2 separate regions of the Sus scrofa genome follow, and region 2 is linked to region 1. Evidence: chromatin contacts called from public Hi-C data. All regions are on one chromosome and are shown on one strand. The core of a region is the stretch at or near the end of the contact, and the rest is flanking DNA. Distances in the headings are between cores, read along the strand shown. Region 1 holds the start of LOC100517145 (complement C3). Region 2 has its middle 8.9 kb from the start of C2H19orf66.

Region 1 (6,079 bases), core at 2,531-5,030:
AGAATGTCAACTCCATGGGGAGGAGTGATTATCTGTGCGTTCAGCTGCATCCGCAGCACCTACCTATGGCACATGGTAGACCCCAAATTTCTGATAAATGAATGGATAAATTAATACATCAAAATGAGACTCTCCATGGCCTACTATGAAAGATTTAAAGATCTTACAGAGCTCACTGGTGGCTCAGTGGGTTAAGGAGCCAGGATTGTCACTACTGTGGTTCTGTTACAGCTGTGACGCTGGTTTGATTCCTGGCCTGGGGAACTTCCAAAAGTCGTGGGCCAGGCCAAATTTAAAAAATTAATTTAAAGATATTTTTCTGCTCCCTAGACCGCTGTGTTGCATCTTCCTTCCAGGTCTTTGCTCCATCTGTTTACCCTGAAACAAAACCATCTTCTCTCTCCCACCCCTAACCTTTCACCTGATTATTCTTACTTTACTGAGACTTTCTGATCTCAGCCTAAATATCTCTTCCTCCAGGAAGTCTTCCTTGATTCACCAGGTTAGATGGTTTACAAAGTCCTGCTGGGCCCTCACAGCTGTGTGTTTATGGGTAGTTCTCCTGGATCCGGCTGTGAGCTCTGTGAGGAGACATAGCATTGAAATTCCACTGCGCTTTCAGACCCAGTAATCAATCCCAAACATGATTGCTCAATTATCTCCCCCACCCCCTTAGCAATAAGCTTCTCTTGAAAACTCTCACCATTGTCAGAGACTTCCTTCCACCAGCAGAGGAGGCCTTCCATGCCCTTAGGGATCCAAGCCAGTTCTTGAATCTCTGGGGAAAACAAGTGGGGTTATTTAGGAACCAAGAAATGACCCAAGGAGCCTGTGCTGGGACAGAAAGTGACTAAACTGATCACATGGTGGCCATACGGTCCACACTAAGTTCCTGACAACCAACGTTCCTCTCTGAGACTCAGTTTCCTCATCCGTAGAGTGGAGGCTCTGGTAGCAGCAGATGGTCCCACTGAGGGCAGAAACTTAGTAGGTGGATCATAAACGACAGCCTTTTGTTGCCATGTTGTTATGGGTGATAATCCTGGCCTCCCGGGTCCTGCCCGGCCTTTCCCGGGAAGCCTCGGGCTAAAAGCCCAGGAGGAGGGGGCGAACACCGAGGCCACACATCCCCGCAGGGCCGCCCCTCCCGCCCCGGCTTACCCGGCTGCAAACCGAGAGTCCCAGGGAGGGGAAGGCGGGCGGAATCCGAGCAGCAGCAGCAGCTGCTCTGGGCTTGTGGCCAACGTGCCCTCCCTCCGCCGCGGGCATTCCTGCGGGAGGAGGCCGAGCGCGGCTCTGTGTCTGGCGGGAGGTTCGCTGGCGCCCTCTAGTGGCCAAGTTCGGGAGATTTGGCCTTTACCTTTAACAGCTGCGGCAGACCTGGGTGGAGCCCACAGCTACTCTCCCGACCTCTTAGCGCCTTGAGCTCTCTCTCTGTTGTTTTTAATTGAAGTATAGTTGATTTATAATGTTGTGTTAGTTTCTTTTTTGGCTACCCTTCTGCATATGGAGTTCTGGGGCCAGGGATCAGATCCCAGCCATAGTTGTGACCCATGCAGCAGCAATGCCAGTTCCTTAAACCACTGTGTGGCCAGCGGATCAAAACTTCCCTGAACCTACCGGCCTGGGTGTGCTGCAAAGAGGCTTGAATGCACCCACCTGGCACCCACCTCCCCACTGGGGAGACAGAGACACTGGCACCAGGGGAGGGAGCCCAGACTGGAGAGAAAGATGGGAAGGACTGAGAATAAAGCCCTGCAGCTCCTCACCTTTGCATAGTCCCCTTTCCTGAGATGGAGATGAAGATGTGAAGGGGAGAACTCAGCCCCAGCCACAGGAAAGCTGAACAGAACCAGTGGAAATTCCCTGAAAGCCTGAGACAGCGGTGGAATACCAATGTTCTAGAAGCTTCTAAATGAGGTCTCACCTGCTTCCCTGATCCTGGCCTTAGTTCAATTCTTTGATTCTTTGCTTCATAAGAGATTGTTTACCACAGACTTAAGAGCATTACTCATCCTCAGGGTTCACCTGCCTGACACTGGGTAAGATGCTCACCCACTCAGGGCCTCAGTTTCTCATCGGTAAAATGGGTGGTAATTTTAGTTTTAGTCTGTGAGTGTTCACGGAGCCATAGAACAGTGCCTGTCACATAGTAGGTACATAATAAATGCCTGGGGAATAAATGACTTTCCCCCCTTTTGTCTGACACATTTGGTTTCCCAGCTCTCTACAAGGATAGAATCTAGAGGGAGTTTCCACTGTGGCTCAGTGGGTTAAGAAACCAACAAGTATCCATGAGGATGTGGGTTCAATCCCTGGCCTCGCTCAGCGGGTTGAGGATCCAGCGTTGCTGTGGCTATGGCAGTGGCCGGCAGCTGCAACTCTGATTCGACCCCTAGCCCGGGAATTTCCATATGCTGCAGTTGCAGGCCCCTAAAAAGCAATTCACTCATTCATTCATTCACCTTGTCTAACCTTCTCCTCCCCCCCCCCTTAAAAAAAAAGAATCTGGAAAGTGGGTACACATTGCACCTGAATCACAGGAGGCTGTGAGGTTTAAGAAGAAATTGCGTCATAGACATTAGTAAGTTCTCAGAGAACGTCCACTTGACTCAAGCAGGGACCTTGCCTATTATGGTCATTGCTGTGTCTCCAGCCTGCTAAGTAGGGCCAAGTTTGTATTAAATACTCAGTGAAACTTGGTTACATAAATGTATATTATCATCATTGTGTGGAGGAGATCTTGGGACCCTTCCAAGCTGACGGTGATTGAAAAAGAAAGAACCAGGCAACCTTGTCTGCAACCCTACCTGCTTCTAAGAGGCAGACACCACAAACTGGGTTCAACATCTTTAACATGTCATAGAATTCCCAGAAATCACCTCAGAGGACACTCGAGGAAGATGGAGAACAGCTTTACTACGCCGGTGTGTTCACAGGAAATTGCTTCCCAATCATGGACCCCGAACAGAAAGGGGAAGACACATTTATAGTGCTTGCTTATGTGTCTAACATGCTACATTAATCTTTATTACATGCAGGATACAGAAAGATGTATAGCTGTACAGAATGTCTTATATTGTTACTTTAATGATTGACTTCAAGTACAACCTAGCTATTTTTGAATTTCTTTAGAACAATCGGGGCCCGGAGTTTCTCAAGTCCTAATGACTTTGTTTTTCTCAGAGCCCTCGTATGAGTCACCTTAAGTTCACCAAGATGGATGGTGGCAGCAAAATGGCTTTGCTCTTGTCAAGCTCCCTATTCCCTTTTCCAAGCCCCTACAAACAGGCATATTAAACAGCCAGTGAGAATTCCTTCAAGATAGAGAAAGCCTTCTTCCAGAAATGCTTCAAGCATGATGTGTTTTCCTCCCTGGTTTAAGATGTATCATTTGCCTTCTGGAGAAGGAGCCCAGAGAGATTGGCATGATTTAGGAATAATGGACAATGTCGCAATTTACCAAGTGTAGTCGTCTCCTGAAAGGAAGGAGAAGAACCATGCGGCTCATGCTGGGTGCAGAAAGATCTGAAGCCCTGGGAGAGGACTTGACCTGTGCATTTTCCAGAAGCTTCCATTTCAGTGGGTTCCGGGGCCAAGGAGCTAAACACCATGTGGCAGATTGTGCCTGTGATTGGGAAATGAAAACATAATGCCTGAGCTGCCGTGTGAGCAGCTACCCTAGCAACTCTTGCCAGTTTCACAAGGACAGAGGTGGGGACTAGCCTGTCTCCTCCTGCCCCTGCCAGCCAATCCCAACCCAAGCCTGGAGTTCATGCCCAGGGCCACGTGAGCCAGGCTCCCTGCTGGGGGAGGGCGTGGGGGCAGGGCTTCAAGATAAGCCCCCTAGGCTGATGGGAAAGGCAGCCTTCCTAATACGCTGACCTCCCCAAGGCAGGGGGTGGGGCGGAAACCCTTCTCTATGCAAATATCCCCAACCCCCCATGCCTTGGAGGCCCAGCTGAGGAGGGAGAAGGGGCCCCCTCCTGCCACCTGGATTTATGGGAATGTCCTCCCCACCATCGTTTAGATATTAACTCAGGGGACAGGCCAAGGCAAGGCAAACAGAGCAGAGCTGGGGTGGACCAGAGGACAAGCATCTGTGGCTCGTGGCCCCACATCATCCTCCCACCGCCATGGATGTGCCCTGGCCCCTGGGGTTGATTCTGCTCCTCCTGGGGGCCCAAGTCGTCCATGCTGAGCCACTGTGAGTCTGGAGAACCAGGGGACATCTGCCATCTGCCTGATGCCCTTGCATGCCACCCCATCCATCACTTCCCCCACTTGAGTCCCCCTGTGCCTCTTTGTCTGCTGGCAGGTACATGCTGGTGACCCCCCGGGTCCTGCGGGTCAGCAGTCCAGAGAACATCCATGTGCAGGCTCACTCAGACTCCGGAGAGCCCCTCACCAGGCCCCTCGAGGTCAATCTCACCGTGTGGGACTTCCCCATGAAGAAGACCATCGTGGCCAGGAGCCAGCTCATTCTCTCACCAGAGAACAACTTTATGGACCAGACACCGGTGACGGTGGGTGACAGGCCAGGATGGGCAGCCGGAAGGGGAGGTGCTGGGTCAGCACCAAGAGTGGAGAGGGGCGGACTCTAGAGAGACTTCCCATGAGGCTCACTGGAGAAGAGGTGCAGTGCCTGGATATACTTAGTAGTCCCATGTTTCGCTTTTTTTTTTTTTTTTTTTTTTTCCCTCCCACTACTCGCACATGTGTAAATTCCAGGGCTAGGGATCGCACCATAGCAGTGACAACGCCAGATCCTTAATCCACTGAGACACCAGGGAACTCTGTCCTGTCCATTTAGAAATCCCAAGTCCCATGGAGCTCTCTTGTGGCACAGCAGTTTAAGGATCCAGTGTCGTCACTGCTATGGCTCTGGTTCCATCCCTGGCCCGGGAACTTATGTATGACGAGGTCACAGCCAAAGACAGATAGATGGGTAGATAGATAGATAGACAGACAGATAGATGATAGATAAAATAAAAATAAAGTGCCTTAAGTCGTCTGGATTAGCCCATATAACGCCTCTGTGCAAATTAGTTCAAAGGCGCCCTCTGCTGGTGTCTTGGGAAGCTGAGCCTAAAAGGAATCGCATCCCTCCTGGGCTGGGTGGGTGTGCTTGTTCAGGAGCAACCTGGACCACACACGTGGGGACCTTGTTCCCAAAGGCAGAGCCACAGAGCTCCCATTCCACTGATACTCCAAGATCCCGCCCAGAGCTTTGTCCGCAAGGATGGAGACCCCAGCAGGCCCTGAGTGTGGGTATCTTTCTCCAGATTCCCAAGAAACTGGTATACCCCCCGCAACCAGGGACACAGTATGTCATCATCCAGGCAAGATGGGCACCCACCTCCGTCTCTTCATCCATGGAGAAGCTGGTGCTGGTGGCTCCTCATGCTGGCTACATCTTCATCCAGACAGACAAGACCATCTACACACCTGAGCACTTGGGTAAAACCCCCGGTTATCTGGCCTGGAGCAGTCACTGACTCTCAAGATGCCCACATGTTCCATGTCCCAAGGTGTCCTTCTGTCCAAGGTCCCCCCAGTGCCCAAGGTCCTGATGGCCCCACACACATACACACACTCACCTTTCCAAACTCTCCCACGCTCAGAGTCCTTCCTCCTCCTCCTCCAGTTCAATACCGGGTGTACACTGTGGACCACAAGATGGATCCTGTGACCAGGACATTCACTCTGGACATCAAGGTGGCCTCTCCTGAGGGGAGAGTAGATCCTAGACATTGGGGTTGGATCATGTGCCGGAGGCCTAGGGCATGAAATACCCATTCCCTCTCCCCACAGAACCCTCAAGGGGTCACTGTGATCAGCCAAGACTTCCAGGCCAAGGATGGGGTCTTAGCAAGCTCCTTCCCCCTCCCAGAGCTCATCAGGTACCTGCTGGGACCCCTAGGGCTGGGCTGGAGAGCTTGGCAGCTTCTTTTCTCAGGCTCCAGCTCTACTGACATTCTGTCCTCAGTCTTGGGACCTGGAGCATCGAAGCCAGTTACCAAAGTGCGCCCAAGCAGAAGTTCAAGGCAGCCTTTGAGGTGAAGGAGTACGGTGAGAG
Region 2 (6,079 bases), core at 2,479-4,978, 44 kb after region 1:
CAATTAGACTCCTAGCCTGGGAACCTTCATGTGCCATGGGAGCAGCCCTAGAAAAGGCAAAAAGACAAAAGAAAGAAAGAAAGAAAGAAAGAAAGAAAGAAAGAAAGAAAGAAAGAAAGAAAGAAAGAAAGAAAGAAAGAAAGAAAGGAGGGAAGGAAGGAAGGAAGGAAGGAAGGAAGGAGAGAGAGAGAGAAAGAAAGAAAAGAAAGAAAAAAGAAAAAATGGGGGGAAAAGAGACATGTCTTAACCAGGAGTCCCCTGGTAGCTCAGTGGATTAAGGACCTGGCATTGTCACTGCAGTGGCTTGGGTCGCTGCTGTGGTGCAGGTTCCATCTCTGGGGGAGCCCCTCCATGCTTCAGGCACAGGCAAAGAACAAAAAAATGGGAGAAGAATGATAACAATAATTTCCTTCTATGCTCTCAACATAACTGTCACCATCCCCATTGTCCACAGCCACTATCAGGAAACCTTCACATAACTCTCTCCACCATTAGAATGTCAGCTCCTGAAGGGAAAGGATCTGAGGACCAGAACAATGTCTGGAACTCAGCATTTATTAAATAGATAAGATCCCCTGTCTTGGAGTTCCTGTCCTGGCTCAGCGGTAATGAATCCAACTAGTATCCATGAGGACTTGGGTTCCATCCCTGGCCTCCATCAGTGGGTTAAGGATCTGGTGTTGCCATGAGCTATAGTGTAGGCTGAAAACTTGGCTCAGATCTGGCATGGCTGTGGCTGTGGCGTAGGCTGGCAACTACGGCTCTGATTTGACCCCTAGCCAGGGAACTTTCGTATGATTTGAGTGCAGCCCTAAAAAGCTTTAAAAAAAAATCCTGTGTCTTTGCACTGCCTTGGCACTTCTCATAAGTCTGGGGTGAGCACTGGGAAGTTTCCTTTTTTAACAAGCCCCTGGTGAGGTCCTGATGCTCTGGAGAGCTTGAGAACTCCTAGTTCAGCTCTTCCTCCTTTCCCCACCCAACCCTGTGTCACATGTACCACTTCCTTCTGGAATACTGCCCACATGTTCTCTCCTCCCCTACCCTGGACATCTGTATGGAACATTATGATTGCTTATTGTTTATTGGCACCCCTGGAGTGGGGCATCCTGGAGGGCAGAGTGGTAACTCCTGGGTCTCATCTCTCACTTAATCCTACAATACGCACGAGTGCTGTGATCCCATTTTGCAGATGAGCAAACAAAGGGCTTCAGTAAGTTTCAGCCTTGGGCAGGGAGACATCTTGGACTCTGGTTTGAACCTACATCTTTTTATTTCGACCACCCCGTGGATATGGAGTTCCTGGGCCAGGGATCAGATCTGAGCTGTAGTTGCGACCTAAACCCCTGCAACAAGGCCTGGTCCTTAACCCACTGTGCAGGGCTGGGATCAAACCTGCGTCCCAGAGCTCCCAAGAGATGCTGCCTATTCAGTTGCGCCACAGCAGGAACTGAACCTGCATCTTGTAAAAGAGTCAAAACAAACACTTACTGAACCCCTATGTCGGGAAGGCTCTGACAAAAACACTTCTTATACATTAATGGCTTTCTTCTCCCAGCAACTCTAGGAGGCGAGGACTGTTTCCTTCCCATTTCTTAAGTGAAAAAACAAAGACACGGTGGAGTTCCTGTTCTGGCGCAGTGGTTAACGAATCTGACTAGGAACCATGAGGTTGCGAGTTCAATCCCTGGCCTTACTCAGTGGGTTAAGGATCCGGCATTGCTGTGAGCTGTGGTGTAGGTTGCAGACACAGCTCAGATCCCGCGTTGCTGTGGCTCTGGCATAGGCTGGTGGCTATAGCTCCGATTAGACCCCTAACCTGGGTACCTCCATATGCCACAGGAGCGGCCCTAGAAAAGGCAAAAAAAAAGAGACAAAAAAAAAAAAAAAAAAGAAAAAAAAAAAGGCACGGAGAGTGTGTATATCTTCCCGGAGTACCCAGTAACAAAATAACTTCCGCTTTTGATCTGGAACTCTGTTTATTTAGAAATCTGGACTTACTTTTTTTTTTTTTTTTTTTTTTCTTTTTTGGCCACCTCACATCATATGGAGTTTCCGGGCCAGGGATCAGAACTGAATTGCGACCTATGCCCCAACTGTGGCAACGCTGGATCTTTAACCCACTGTGCTGGGCCAGGGATCAAACCTGCATCCCAGTGCTCCCAGGACAGTGCCAATCCCATTGAGCCGCAGCGGGAACTCCTAGGGTGACACTCGGTTTACTCCACACAGTGCTCCCGTCTTTTGGGGTCCAGCTGAAACCAAACAAGACTTTCTTCTACCTCAATGACTGTGCTCTGGGTGTGAACATCCAAGCTCAGTGAGTTCTTTTATCCCCCAGTCCAGCCAGAGGACCAGGGATGCCAAGAAATGGAATGGGTAGAGAGAAGTGAGCCACTTCTGTGGTAGCACCAGATTCTTTAACCCACTATGCCAGGCTAAGAATCAAACCTGTGTCCTGGCCCTGCAAAGGCATCAATCATCCTGGTGTGCCACAGTGGGAACTCCTAGACATGTTTTTTTGTTCGTTTTTTGGGTTTTTGTTTTTTATTTTTTAGGTCTGCACCCACAGCATATGGAAGTTCCCAGGCTAGGGGTTGAATCAGAACTGCAGCCACTGGCCTACGCCACAGCCACAGCAACATGGGGTCTGAGCTGCATCTGCAACCTACACCACAGCTCAGGGCAACTCGGATGCCCAACCCACTTAGTGAGGCCAGGGATCAAACCCAAAACCTCATGGATACTAGTGGGATTCATTTCCACTGCGCCACAGTGGAAACTCCCTACCCTTGATTTTAAGTCACTTTTTTCCTTTAGTTATCACTATTATGAAGTCAGATAGAAAAACAAGTAGCTTGGAGTTCCTGTTGTGGCACAGCGGAAACATATCTGACTAGGAACCATCAGGTTGCGGGTTCGATCCCTGACCTTGCTCAGTGGGTTAAGGATCCAGCATTGCTGTGAGCTGTGGTGTAGGTCACAAACATGACTCAGATCTGGCGTTGCTGTGGCTGTGGCTGTGGCCAGCAGCTGTAGCTCTGGGAACCTCCACATGCCGCATGTGCAGCCCTTAAAAAAAAAAAAAAAAAAAAAAAAAAAAACAAAGAAAAAGAAGTAGCTCAAAGGAAAAAGACCTGGAAGAATATGCATCAAATGTAATGGGGCTTATTCTGGGGACAGGGTAATGAGGAGTTACCAACCCTTCTTGTATTGTTGTTGTTATCATTATTATCATTACTATTATCATTATCACTATTAATGATACATGAAGACATTCTAGCAAAAAGATTCCCCAGATTATAGAGATATAGGAAAGAAAATGCATTACCCCATCCAAAGCCTCCCCATCCAGGAAGCAGAACTGTCCATGGCTTGTTGGCACACCCTGTGCCCTCTTTCCTGTGTGTTTCTGGACACCGATGGCCACAGGCAAAGCTTTAACTTAAGGTTTTATTTTGCTGTGTATATAAAGACTTCCTCTTTCTAAATAAAATCTTTCTTAATATTTTTTAGAACCAGCACACTTCACTTTGGCAACCAGAAAAAAAAAAGAAAAAAGGCAGTGTCCTGGGGTGGGTTTTTTGGGGCACAGGGGCTGGGGGGTGTTCTACAAATTTGAAATTTCAAAATGTGAGATATAAAGAGCTGAAGTCACCTGAACACCCCCACTCCCAGAGCTAAGATTACCACATGCACTTTCCTGAGAGCTTTCTGGAAGGTGGGATCAATGATTAACTGTGGATGTGTCTGCTGCCAGGAGCAGACAGGGAGCCACCAGGCTCAGGGCTGGAGCAGAGGACTGTTTTCCCCACATTTCATGCCAGGGGAAAAGCAACATAAACCAAGGTGGTGTGGTAATAAAAATAGCTACGCGTTCCTGGGAGGGTTACTGTGTTTTGTATCCTTGAATCAGCACAATCCCATAAGAATATAATGGAAGCTGCATCTGTAATTTTAAATTTTCTAGTCATCACATTTAAAAAAACAAAATGAGGGAGTTCCTGTTGTGGCTCATTGGTTAATGAACCCAACTAGTACCCATGGGGACGCAGGTTCAATCCCTAGCCCCGCTCAGTGGGTTATGGATCTGGCATTGCCATAAGCTGTGGTGTAGGTCACAGACGCCACTCAGATGTGGCTTTGCTGTGTTTGCGGTATAGGCTGGCAGCTGCTGCTCCGATTTGACCCCTTGGGGGGAAACTTCCATATGCTGCGAGTGTGGCCCTAAAAAGAAAGAAAGAAATAAAAAATAAAAAGGCAAAATGAAACCAGTGAAATTGAAGATAATTTTATTTAGCCCAGTGCATCTGAAATAGTATCACTTCAACCTGTAATTAGAACAAAAAGTCAATGGTGTGTTATTTAACATAAATCTTTGAAATCCAGTGTGCATTTGATCCTGACAGCACCTCTGGATTAGGACCTGCCATGTTTCAAGGGCTCAAAGGCTACATGTGGCCAGAGGTTAACCTTTCAGACCGCACAGGTCTACACGGTTTATCTAGTGTTTTAATATTTTTTCATTAAAGTATAGTTGATTTACAATGTTGTGCCAGTTTCTGCTGTAGAACAAAGTGACCCAGTCATACACACACACACATATATATATATACATATATACACATTCTCTTTCTCATACTATCTTCCATCATGGTCTATCCTAAGAGACTGGATATAATTCCCCATGCTGTACAATAGGACCTCATCGCTTATCCATTCTCAATATAATAGTTTGCATCTACCAATCCCAAACTCTCCATCCATCTCACTCCCTCCCCACTCCCCCTTGGCAACCACAAGTCCATTCTCTACGTTTGTGGGTCTCTTTGGGTATAGATATGTTTACCTATCTTTGTACATAAATACATTTATGTTACTCTTTGTACATAGGTTTTAGTTTATCTACATTAACTCACAGAACCTTCACACCTTTATTCTAACTTCAGAAATGGGGAAACTGAGGAGTTCCCGTCGCGGCGCAGTGGTTAACGAATCTGACTAGGAACCATGAGGTTTCAGGTTCGATCCCTGCCCTTGCTCAGTGGGTTAAGGATCCAGCGTTGCCATGAGCTGTGGTGTAGGTCACAGATGTGGCTCGGATCCCACGTTGCTGTGGCTCTGGCGTAGGCAAGTGGCTATAGCTCCGATTCGACCCCTAGCCTCCATATGCCACGGGAGCAGCCCTAGAAAAGGCAAAAAGAAAAAAAAAAGAAAAAGAAAAAAAAAAAAAAAAGAAATGGGGAAACTGAAACCCAGAAAGATGATGAGATTGCTCAAAGAACTAGCAATGGACCCAAACTCAGACTGTCTGGTACCAAAGTTTGCCTCCTTGACCTCTATATTTCTCCTCAATTCCAGCTTGAAAGAGCATAGAGGTCCTAACTTTGCCAGTTATAAGCCAGGTGCCCATGTGATTTTCCCAGGCTAGGGGTCTCATCGGAACTGTAGCTGCCAGCCTACATCACAGCCACAGCAATGTGGGATCCAAGCTGCATCTGCAACCTTCACCACAGCTCACTGCAAAGCCAGATCCTTAACCCACTGAACGAGGCCAGGGATCAAACCCGCAACCTCATGGATCCTACTCAGATTCATTAACGACTGAGCCACGCACTATTTTCTTAATCACTCTGAAACTCAGGTTCTTCATCTGATAAAAAGGCTGGTGGTGGAATTCCTGCTGTGGCTCAACAGAATCTTGGAGCACTTGTTCAATTCCTAGCCCAACACAGTGGGTAGGTCGCAACTCCTGCTCCATCTGATCCCTGACCTGGGAACTCCATATGCCTTGGGGTGGCCAAAAAAGAAAAAAAGGGACAGTGGCACCTAAGCCAGAAGGCTGAGAGATGACTTGATAGCCTGAAGCCTGAAAGACACCCCACAGAGATCCTGGAACCCAGCTGGCTCTGAGGATACTTAGCCTGTTTCAGCTGCTGCGATGTCTCCACTCACAAAATTCATTTGAACAGAGTTCCAAACAAGCCACCCAACTTTTGCACATAATGCATTCCTGGAAATTGATTTCGCAAAACTCAAACAATAGATTTCTGGGCTGTAAAGGACATTCTAAGGACTACAC

Evidence for each region. Hi-C and Micro-C count contacts between places; a contact is called where the count stands out from the background.
Region 2: a contact with region 1 is called in a Hi-C map of liver, with 2.3 times the contacts expected there. The contact joins the enhancer-like site here to the promoter of LOC100517145 in region 1. A contact is called at or near these places in 1 of 5 promoter capture datasets (liver) and 6 of 47 Hi-C or Micro-C datasets (embryonic fibroblasts, liver and skeletal muscle).

The regions. Positions count from the first base shown.
Region 1 is chr2:68,886,438-68,892,516 of Sscrofa11.1, forward strand. LOC100517145 (complement C3) reads left to right here and starts at 3,781. Exons shown (of 41, transcript XM_005654852.3): 1 at 3,781-4,207; 2 at 4,319-4,526; 3 at 5,286-5,460; 4 at 5,648-5,718; 5 at 5,815-5,903; 6 at 5,990-6,072. The coding sequence starts at 4,137. It overlaps LOC102165061 (a long non-coding RNA gene), which reads right to left and starts at 4,520. Exons shown (of 4, transcript XR_298095.3): 1 at 4,433-4,520; 2 at 3,464-3,628; 3 at 704-778; 4 at 1-581.
Region 2 is chr2:68,930,318-68,936,396 of Sscrofa11.1, forward strand. No RefSeq gene overlaps it. Among named protein-coding and RNA genes, the nearest start is that of C2H19orf66, 8.9 kb to the right of the region's middle. Within about 2 kb of position 3,729, at least 4 of the 83 cell types and tissues checked have an H3K27ac peak or open chromatin away from gene starts, as enhancers often do. A contact at or near this core is called in liver, where this site is marked.